Regions from separate parts of the Capra hircus genome. Here region 2 is linked to region 1. A link is a contact called in public Hi-C data. All regions are on one chromosome and are shown on one strand. The core of a region is the stretch at or near the end of the contact, and the rest is flanking DNA. Distances in the headings are between cores, read along the strand shown.

Region 1 (4,820 bases), core at 737-3,236:
TGCATGTTTTTTCCCCAAGGGCTCTAAATCATCTTCATCAGATACCCCAGACTTCCTACCCTCCTATCATGAGTACTTTTTCCTTAGAGACACTGATTTCTTTCTTCCTCTTTCACCAGATCTCAGAGTCATCAACAGGACTTCAGCGGCACAAAAGACAGAGTTCCATAACATCAAGTGACCTAATTCCAAGTGGAGTCTCCACAAAGCATCCAAGTGATGACCAGGCTGTGGACTCTGCTGGTTTTATCACAGACAACACCTTTTCAGGAAGCAGTGGCATAGGATACCCCTTCGATGGGCCTCCTGGCAGGGAACGAAGCAGAGTTTCCTCTGCCACTGGGTTTCCGGCTAGAGAACAGCACTTAAGGGCCCGTGATGAAGCTGGCCTGGCCAGACCCCATCCGCCATCTACGTCCCAGTTGAGGGCAGAGCCAGATCGCCGCCGGTCTAGAGAGAAGCACAGCTCAGGGCATCTACGCAGAGATGAACGGGATGCCCACCTTGGCCCAGTGTATCAGGATGTGTCCTTGCCCAGAGATCAACACCCTCAGATGTCCCCAGATCAGCACAGGGGAGTGTTTGCTAGCCAAGGCCACCTCTATGCAAGGCCAGATCAATATGGATTCGGATCGTTTGATTCAGATCAGCTTGAATTGCTGTATCCCAGCACTTACGTGCCTGGCATGGTTCCCATCAGTGTGGATCAGGTTGGAGTGATGCTGCCTGGAATGGATGAGCAGGAATTGGTACTAGCTGGCATGGCTCAGAGTGATGCGGTGCCACCATTGGCACATGGCAGAGATCAGCCAGGATCAGAACAGCCTGGTACAGTTCCGCTTAGCACATATCAACTTCCTGGAATGGATGAGAGTGGTATGGGACCACTTGGCACATATCAGTCTGGGGTGGTACCTCTTGGTGTAGATCAGCATGGATTTGTAATATATCCCATGGATCAGCAAGTTTTTGTACAGCCCAATTTGGGAACATCTGGCTTCATACAACCTGGCACAGAGCAGCATGAAATGATCCAGCCCGGCGCAGGCCAGGCTGGTGTGGTGCAGCCCGGCGCGGGCCAGGCAGGTGTGGTGCAGCCCGGCGCGGGCCAGGCTGGTGTGGTGCAGCCCGGCGCGGGCCAGGCTGGTGTGGTGCAGCCCGGCGCGGGCCAGGCTGGTGTGGTCCAGCCAGGCGCGGGCCAGGCTGGTGTGGTCCAGCCCGGCGCGGGCCAGGCAGGTGTGGTGCAGCCCGGCGCGGGCCGGGGGGGGCGGGCGGGCCAGGCTGGTGTGGTCCAGCCCGGCGCGGGCCAGGCTGGTGTGGTGCAGCCCGGCGCGGGCCAGGCTGGTGTGGTGCAGCCCGGCGCGGGCCAGGCTGGTGTGGTGCAGCCCGGCGCGGGCCAGGCTGGTGTGGTGCAGCCCGGCGCGGGCCAGGCTGGTGTGGTGCAGCCCGGCGCGGGCCAGGCTGGTGTGGTGCAGCCCGGCGCGGGCCAGGCTGGTGTGGTGCAGCCCGGCGCGGGCCAGGCTGGTGTGGTGCAGCCCGGCGCGGGCCAGGCTGGTGTGGTGCCAGCCCGGCGCGGGCCAGGCTGGTGTGGTGCAGCCCGGCGCGGGCCAGGCTGGTGTGGTGCAGCCCGGCGCGGGCCAGGCTGGTGTGGTGCAGCCCGGTGCGGGCCAGGCTGGTGTAATGCAGCCTAGAATGTATCCGCGAGGTTTGGTGCAACCTGGGATGTATCCGCGAGGTTTGGTGCAACCTGAAATTTATCCGCGAGGTTTGGTCCAACCTGGTATAGATCAGCCTGGTTTCATGCAGCCTAGAATGTATCCACGAGGTTTGGTGCCACCTAGAATGTATCATCGAGGTTTGGTGCAGCCTGGTGTGGGTCACCCTGGTCTGGTGCAATCTGGTGCAGGTCAAATGGGTGTGATCCAACCCAGTGCAGGCCAGCCTGGTGTGGTGCAGCCTGGTGCAGGTCAGGCTGGTGTGGCGCAGCCCAGTGCAGGCCAGGCTGGTGTGGTGCAGCCCGGTGAAAGTCAGGCTGGTGTGATCCAACCCGGTGCAGGCCAGGTTGGTGTGATCCAGCCCGGTGCAGGCCAGGTTGGTGTGATCCAGCCTGCTGCAGGTCAGCCTGGGTTGGTGCAACCTCAAGTGGATCAGTATGGTTTAGTACAGCCTGATAGAGGTCGACATGGCTTTTTTCAACCTAATATATCTATGCCTGGCTTGGTCCCACCTGGGGCATATCCTCCTGGTCTGGTCCAGACTGGTGCCTATCCAGGTGGTTTGATCCAACCTGGGGCCTATCCACGTGGCTTCATGCAGCCTGGTGCCGATCAGCAGGGTTTGGTTCAGCCTGTAATAGATCCACATTGGGGGAGGCAATCTGGCACAGGTCGAAGCATAATACCACCAGGCACAGAGCTTCTCGGGTTTCCAACATACCGTGCCGATTTTCGAAGTTTCACATCACCACGCCCATACCAGCAAGGTGTGGCACCTCCTGGCAGGGATCAGTATGGTCAGGTGTCATCACTCCTATCCAGTCAAGGTCTGACACCATCAGGTACAGACCGAGAAGCTTTGGTACTACGAGAAATGTATCGACAAGGTTTGCAGCAGCGTGGCCCAAGACCATTAAGCACAGCTGTAGGATCTGCACCCCAGGATCAACAGCATTTGGAAACACCTGAACCAGAGCAGCGTGACCAGGCTGTTCCCGACTCTATCCCAGACTCCCAGGGCCTAATGTATGGTGGCCCAGGGTATCAAGGTGTAGATCAGCACGTCCAGGTAGGTGTGGGTCCAAAAGAACTATATGTTTTAAGCCAACCTGGAGTTTCTATTCAGACTTCCCCAGGCCAAGAGGCCCCCGTTCCCAAGAGCACATACTCCCTTGACTATCTGGACCGAGGCTCATCCGAAAGGAGTGATACTCAGAGTGAGAGACGTGAGTCACTGGATAAACTGGCTCCCAGCTTCCCCATGGCCGTGGAAACATTTCGTATGATGGGAGAGATTATTGCCCTCTACATGGAGCTTAAGGAGAACATAAAGGACCTGAATGAGGAACAGGCTGGCCTAACGGACTTGGAGAAGATCCAGTACCTGCTGGCACTGATGGGTGGGTGCTGCAGGCACAGAGGAGAGGCTGTTGTCCTCCTCGGCTGATTTCATCCTTTTCTCCTCCTGTGCCTCTGCCTGAGACCCCCGAAAACGGCATTTCCATTCTCAGCCATTCTGGGTTCTCCCATAGCCTTTAAGGGTCCAAGTTGTTGGTGTTTAGTCACTAACTTATGTCTGACTCTTTGCAGCCCCATGAACTGTAGCCCACCAGGTTCCTCTGACCATGGGATTTCCCAGGCAAGAATACTGGAGTGGGGACTTCCCTGGTGGTCCGGCGGTTAAGAATCCGCCTTCCAGTGCAGGGGAACACGCGTTCGATCCCTGGTCAGGGAACTAGATCCCACATGTTGCAGGGCAACTTAGCCCGCACACCAAAACTAGAGAGAAGCCCTCGAGCCACACGACAAAGACCCTGAGTGCTACAACTAAGACCCGATGCAGCCAAATAAATATTCAACAGAAAGAAAGAAAGAAAGAAAAAGAATGCTGGAGTGGGTTGCCATTTCCTCTTCCAGGGGATCTTCCTGACCCAGGGATCGAACCCATGTCTCCTGCATTGCAGGTGGATACTTTACCACTGAGCCCCCAGGGGAGCCCTGAAAAGACACTCCTTTCTTCCCATCCCCTCTCTACCCCAGCCCCCAGGAAAAGCCAGATAAACGATCCATGTTGTTCTTCATTGTGAGGCGGGGATTGGGAGCCATTAGAAATCTGATTTTTCTGACTCTAAGATCTCTGTTCTCCATAGTCAAGAAGTCCATACCCCCTGACCTGCAGGAACAGCTGAAGACCTTAAAGGCCTTGACCAAAGAAATTCAACAAGAAAAAGCAAAAGTAAGGGAGGGTCCACCTGCCTTGCCTTCCAGTGCCAACAACCCCGCTTCCCATTTCCATTTTCATGGACTGCACAGTCCTCTCACCTCTGTTACTATCACATGGATCTTTACAGTCCCCTCCGATGGGAAACACACCCCAGGTTTGAGTGTGTTTCTTTCCTGAATCTAAAACCTGACATTCAAAGCTATTAAGATTCCACTGAGCCAGCAAGGTGGCCTGGGCTCCTTTCATTACATGTGGTCATTTCCAGTAACCCCCACTGTCCCTGGAGCAGCCTTGGAGTTTGTGGGACTGTCTGGGGCCAGCAGTCATGGCGAGGGGCTGTTAGGTCTTCAGCCCTTCTCTCTGTCTCCTTTTAAGGTTTTTATTTTGAGGTGGATGATATTTAAAGTCATTATTGAATTTGTTACAGTATTGCTTCTGGTTTTTTTATGTTTTAGTTTTCTGGCCCTGAGGCATGTGGGAATCTTAGCTCCCCTACCAGGGATTGAACCCATATCCCTTGCACTGGAAGGTGAAGTATTAATCACTGGACTACCAGGGAATGACTGACTCCCCAGTCATTCTCTTAATGCCAGCTCTCTACATCCGCGGGCTTCCTTGGTAGCTCAGGTGGTAAAGAATGCACCTGCAATGCAGGAGACCCTGGTTCAGTTCCTGGGTTGGGAAGATCCCCAGAGGAGGGCATGGCACCCTACTCCAGTATTCTTGCTCCCATAGACAGAAGAGCCTGGCGGGCTATACTCCATGGGGTCGCAAAGAGTCAGACACAACTGAGCGACTAAGCAAAAGCATCTTCATCCACGGGGTAGACGGACTGAATGTCAGGAAGGGACCTCAGGGTTTGCTAGAGGATTGGATTAGGA
Region 2 (4,898 bases), core at 2,019-4,518, 140 kb after region 1:
CCCCAGAGCCGCGCCTTTGGGGCGCGGGGCTGCGGGAGCGCGCGGGCGCGCCGGAGGCGGCAGGGTGCGGGGGCGCGGAGGCGGGGCTGCGGGGGCGCGCGGGGCGCCCGGCTTCCCCCTTTGCCAACCGCCCTGCCGCTGGCGTCCTCGGTTGCTAGGAGTTTCCGGGCCGAAGTGCGGTGGGTGCCAGCGCCTGACGTCACCGCTGCCCGCCGGTTCGGGGAGTAGGGGGAGGGGGCACCCGCAGAAAGGCCCTGAACGCCCCCCAGCCCCCGGTTTGTGCCCGTCTTCCTGCACGTTCTCTCCTCCGTGCCCTCTCGAGTTTTCCTCGTTTATTTGCTCTCCGCGTTCCTCTCCTTTTCAGCGCCCCATTTGCCGCCACCCTCCCCCCTCCTTTTCTGTTTCTACCCATCCATCCTCCTGTCTTCGGTCTTTCTCCTTTTCTTGCACCCGCTTGACATTCTCGGAGGTTCCAGGGGGCGCGGTGGAAAGGTACCCGTGGGTATCGGGCGCCCCCTCGTGTCCCACTTGGCCCAGCCTGGCCTCGGGCCTGGGGGAGGGCGGAACACTCGCCCCACCACCTTGATTCAAGCCAGTTTACTCGGAGGACATTCAACGTACAGTTGTGAAAATAATGTTAAAGCTCACCTGAAAAAAATAAACAACTCATCTTTTCATTCTTTTCCTATCTACTCTTTACTAGATATGGCTGCTATAAATATAATAATGGATTCACATTTCACAATGGATTTTCTTCAAGTCAGATTGACAGCTTTGCATAACAGCATGCAGAACTCCTGAGCTACCTGGCCTGGGGAGGCAGAGCACAGCAGTCTCCTGGCCAGCTGTGTTGACTCAGTGCAGCTGTGACCTCTCTGAGCCTGACCTTCCTCCTCTGCAGAAGGGAGATGAACAGCTGTGCCTGACTTGTAAGTTTATTGTGAAGATTAGACAAGCTAATGCAAAGTGGTGCCTGTGACAGATCCGGGCAAACAGAAGGCTCTCAAATCATGGTAGCTGGCTACCAAACCACACTTTGTTGTTCAGTCGCTAAGTCGTGTCCGACTCCTTGTGACCCCATGGACCAGGGTCCCCCGACTTTCACTATCACCCAGAATTTGCTCAGATTCATGTCCATTCAGTCAGTAATGCTATCTAACCATCTCATCCTCCGCTGTCCCCTTCTCCTTTCGCCTTCAGTCTTTCCCAGTATCAGATCTTTTCCAATGAGTCAGCTCTTCGCATCAGGCAGCCAAAGTTTTGAAGCTTCAGCATCAGTTCTGCCAATGAATAATCAAGATTGATTTCCTTTAAGATTGACTGGTTTGATTTCCTTGCTGTCCAAGGGACTCTCAAGGATCTTCTCCAGCAACACAGTTTGGAAGCATCAATTCTTCCGTGCTCAGCCTTCTTTATGGTCCAACTCATATTTTTACATGACTACTGGAAAAATCACATGTTTGACTATATGGATCTTTGCAAAGTGTGTCTGCTTTTTAATACATTGTCTAGGTTTGTCATAGCTTTCCTCACAAGGAGCAAGCAAATTGCCCTTAGAGAAGGATATTTGAGAAAATACAAAACACACATGTATATAGTTTACAAAATTGCAATGAGAATATAAAAAGCTCAAAGTATTTGTCCACAGCCGTAAAGGATTTCTTCTTGAGATGATGTTATTCCTATCTTCTGGAGTGTCTACTGTGGGCTGGGTGCTAGTCAGAGAGGTTAAGTGTTGAATGAGGCTCTTAGGGCTGGTCCATCTGAGCCCAAAGGCCTTTCCACCAAAGCTCTCTAGTCCACTTTTTCTTTTCGCTGGCTGCTAACAATTTAAACTTTTCCTTTCACTTAGTTCTCAGGACTGCACAAGGACCGCCTCAATGGAGTCATCTTAGGTGTCCTTACACAAGGATTCTGCCTTTTTATCTCTCTCATCTGCAATAGGGGTGCACCTCCCAGGTATTTCCTTCATCAGTACTTTCACGGCCATCAACCAGATCTGAAACTGTCCTCTCGCCCCAAAAGAAAGCTGTCCAATCCCTCTCCAGGGGCTCAGTCCCACTTCTTCCTCCTTTTTGTGGAACTGGCTGGCCCCTGGGAGAGCCTTGGGAGCCCTATAACTTGATGCCCCCCAAACCTCACCCACCAGCATATGCTTCACTGTCTGTCTTCCTGTACCTGGATGCCTCAACAAAGCTGTGCAGCCACTTAGCACCCCAGGGTGAGACCAGGGGCAGGGTGAGCCTCTGCAATGGAGGAGGGAGTAATACTAGGTTTTGCAGGAGCTGTGTCTGTGGTGAATCTAAAACATTCATCCCTGCAGGAACCCTGACCCAGGGCCACCTCCCCACCCCTGGCTGGCCCCTAATTAGAGGAGACTCTGGGCAAAGGAGCTGAGACATTTTGGCCCCTTGCAGGAGGGTCCCTACCAGCCCTCCAGGCCTTTCTGATGTCCTCAGCGGCCCTATGAGAAACGCTCCCCTTGTGTCTGAGCACCGGCAGATAGGCCTCAGCGTCTCCATCACTGAGAACACCACCTGGGTTCTAACCCCTCGGACAGGTCTGGACTTTTTCAGCCTTCCCCTTGCACTGTTTCCAGACCTGGGCAAATACACTGCTGAAGCCACTCTCTACCCGCGGCCCGGCCCTCACCCCCAGCAAATAAAACCATGTCTCTCTTTCCAAAACAGACACCTTAGTGTGGCGCTTGGAGCTTCTCTCCGGTCCCATCCCAGTCCCCAGGATGAGTGCTCCCAGAACCCCTCCTACCCCAGGAATTCGGCCAAGCCCCTCACGGGCTTGTAGTTATGGATGCCGCTGGGGCCATGGGCGACCATTCTTTGCCCGGGCCAGGGCTTGCACACAGGGCGCATTCCGTGAGAGCTTTTAGGGCCGAAGGGGGACACGACTACATAGGTCCCTCGGTCATTAAATGAGCAAACATTAGGCGCCTGCTGTGTGACAAGCTCTGTGCTGCGCTTTGCGGGGGAACACCTCATCTGTGCCTGGATCCAGACAAACGAATTTGTTATTAATCTTTGTGAAAAGAGTCAGCCTTCCCACGAAGACGGCAAGTGAGCTGTAACTGTTGTGCCAGCTGCGGGACAAAACACCGCTAGAGAACCTTCTCTGATGAGTGTGGCAACACGCATCAAGGTGAAACCCGGGTGCACCTCCCCGCCACACCCAAGATGGCCACCTGCCGGGTTCCCCTGTCCCTGAGTTCCACGCAGGCGCACTTCCGCCTGCCACTCCCAACATGGCGGCAAACGGGCCCCGGGGAGGGGGGCCATGGGCGGAAGTGGGTGTGACAGGGACGGGAGCCGAGAGGGCCCTCTGAAGCGAGACGCTGGGCTGTGGGGCCGCTCGCAGGGAGGGTCGAAGTCATGATTCCCCCGCAGGAGGCGTCCGCCCGGCGGCGGGAGATCGAGGACAAGCTAAAGCAGGTGGGGCTGGGGAGGCGGGGCGGGGGAGGGAGGAGGTGAGGGAAGGGGCCGAGATCCGGGCCGGGCGTCCACTCAGGGAGGGGAGGTAGTAGGAGTGGAGGGGGCCGCGGGCGATAGGGTCCGGGCGAGGCTGTGGAGCCGGGATGCGGTGGTCTCTGGCTTCTGGTGATGTCCTCCCCTCCCCCCCGCAGGAGGAGGAGACGCTGTCCTTCATCCGAGACAGCCTGGAGAAGAGCGACCAGCTCACCAAGAACATGGTGAGTAACCCCTCGCTGGGAGGGCCTCCAGACGCTGCGACCCAGGGGTTTGGTACCTAAAGCCTGAGGCTTCTGGCCTGGGTGGTGATGGGTGTTAACGTCTGGGTTTCTCTAGCAACAGTGTTACACTTCTTACACTCTCTTCCCCTTGCCCGCCACTTCGCTGAGAATGCGGCAGCCCCCCCACATATCTGCTTTCTGCCTAAGTTCTCCATTCTTCTTTCTCTCCTTCCGCAAACATTTAGTGAGACTGACTTAAGTGGGCTGGGTACTGGCCATGGGTCACCCTTAGTTTAAGCGCGGGTATCACGGGTGGGGGTACCACTTCTGAGATTACTGAGGGCAGGAGACTCAGCTGTCACTCTGGAGAGGTGGAGGGGTAGAATGAGTCAGAAATCAGATAGATGCAGGATCTAGCCCTTGCCCCTCCACTTTTTTGTGTGTGGCTCCTGACAGGTAACGCTGAGCCTCAGTTACCTCCTCTGCTAAAATAGACGATGCCAATCTCCATTGTAGCTGTGAAGGTCATAGAAGCTAATGAATGGAAATGCCTCTTGCACAGTATCTGGTATACAGTAGGTACTCAATAAACATGAACTTCCTTTCTTATTCCGAAAAGAGCCTGGAAAACCCAAACTGAGTAGTAGATAGGAAGGTGGGTATGTATTCAGTAACACAGTCATCAGGTGCTAGTCCTTACTTAATGAGATTTAGCCTTAGAGAGAGGGGGTTTGAAGGTACCAGGAATGCATTTGAGGCTACTCTATATGAAACTAGTTCCTGTTCAGTCTAGGAAAGCATCAGGGAGAACATAAGTTGAGATCTGGCTTTAAAGGGTAGAAGGGAAGCCATCCTGAGGTGATTTTCTGAGAAGTTAATGTAACGGTTGCCTCGCCTTCAAATCAAACTTCAGCCAATTTATTTGGGCCACCTCCGATCTGCCAGGCACATGGTAGATCCTGGGGATACAGTGGGGAATAAGTATACCCTGTCCGTCTCCTCTTGGAGCATACTGTCTAGAAAACCAGAGAAAAGGCAGCAAATGCGAAGACCTGGCGAGGGGCAGAAGCAGTGCTGGGACAACCCTGAGGCCTGAGAGCACGGGGCTTCCCCCCGTAGGTGTCTATCCTGTCATCCTTTGAAAGTCGCCTTATGAAGCTGGAGAACTCCATCATCCCCGTGCACAAGCAGACGG

The links. Hi-C and Micro-C count contacts between places; a contact is called where the count stands out from the background.
Region 2: a contact with region 1 is called in a Hi-C map of blood, with 6 times the contacts expected there. The contact joins the promoter of EXOC7 here to the enhancer-like site in region 1. A contact is called at or near these places in 2 of 5 Hi-C or Micro-C datasets (both in blood).

Annotation. Positions count from the first base shown.
Region 1 is chr19:54,643,210-54,648,029 of ARS1.2, forward strand. It overlaps QRICH2 (glutamine-rich protein 2), which reads left to right. Exons shown (of 20, transcript XM_018064022.1): 3 at 120-1,565; 4 at 1,567-1,660; 5 at 1,787-3,115; 6 at 3,866-3,951. Among named protein-coding and RNA genes, the nearest start is that of QRICH2, 5.4 kb to the left of the region's middle. Within about 2 kb of position 1,987, at least 1 of the 5 cell types and tissues checked has an H3K27ac peak or open chromatin away from gene starts, as enhancers often do.
Region 2 is chr19:54,783,411-54,788,308 of ARS1.2, forward strand. EXOC7 (exocyst complex component 7) reads left to right here and starts at 3,269. Exons shown (of 18, transcript XM_018063765.1): 1 at 3,269-3,446; 2 at 3,638-3,703; 3 at 4,823-4,898. The coding sequence starts at 3,387.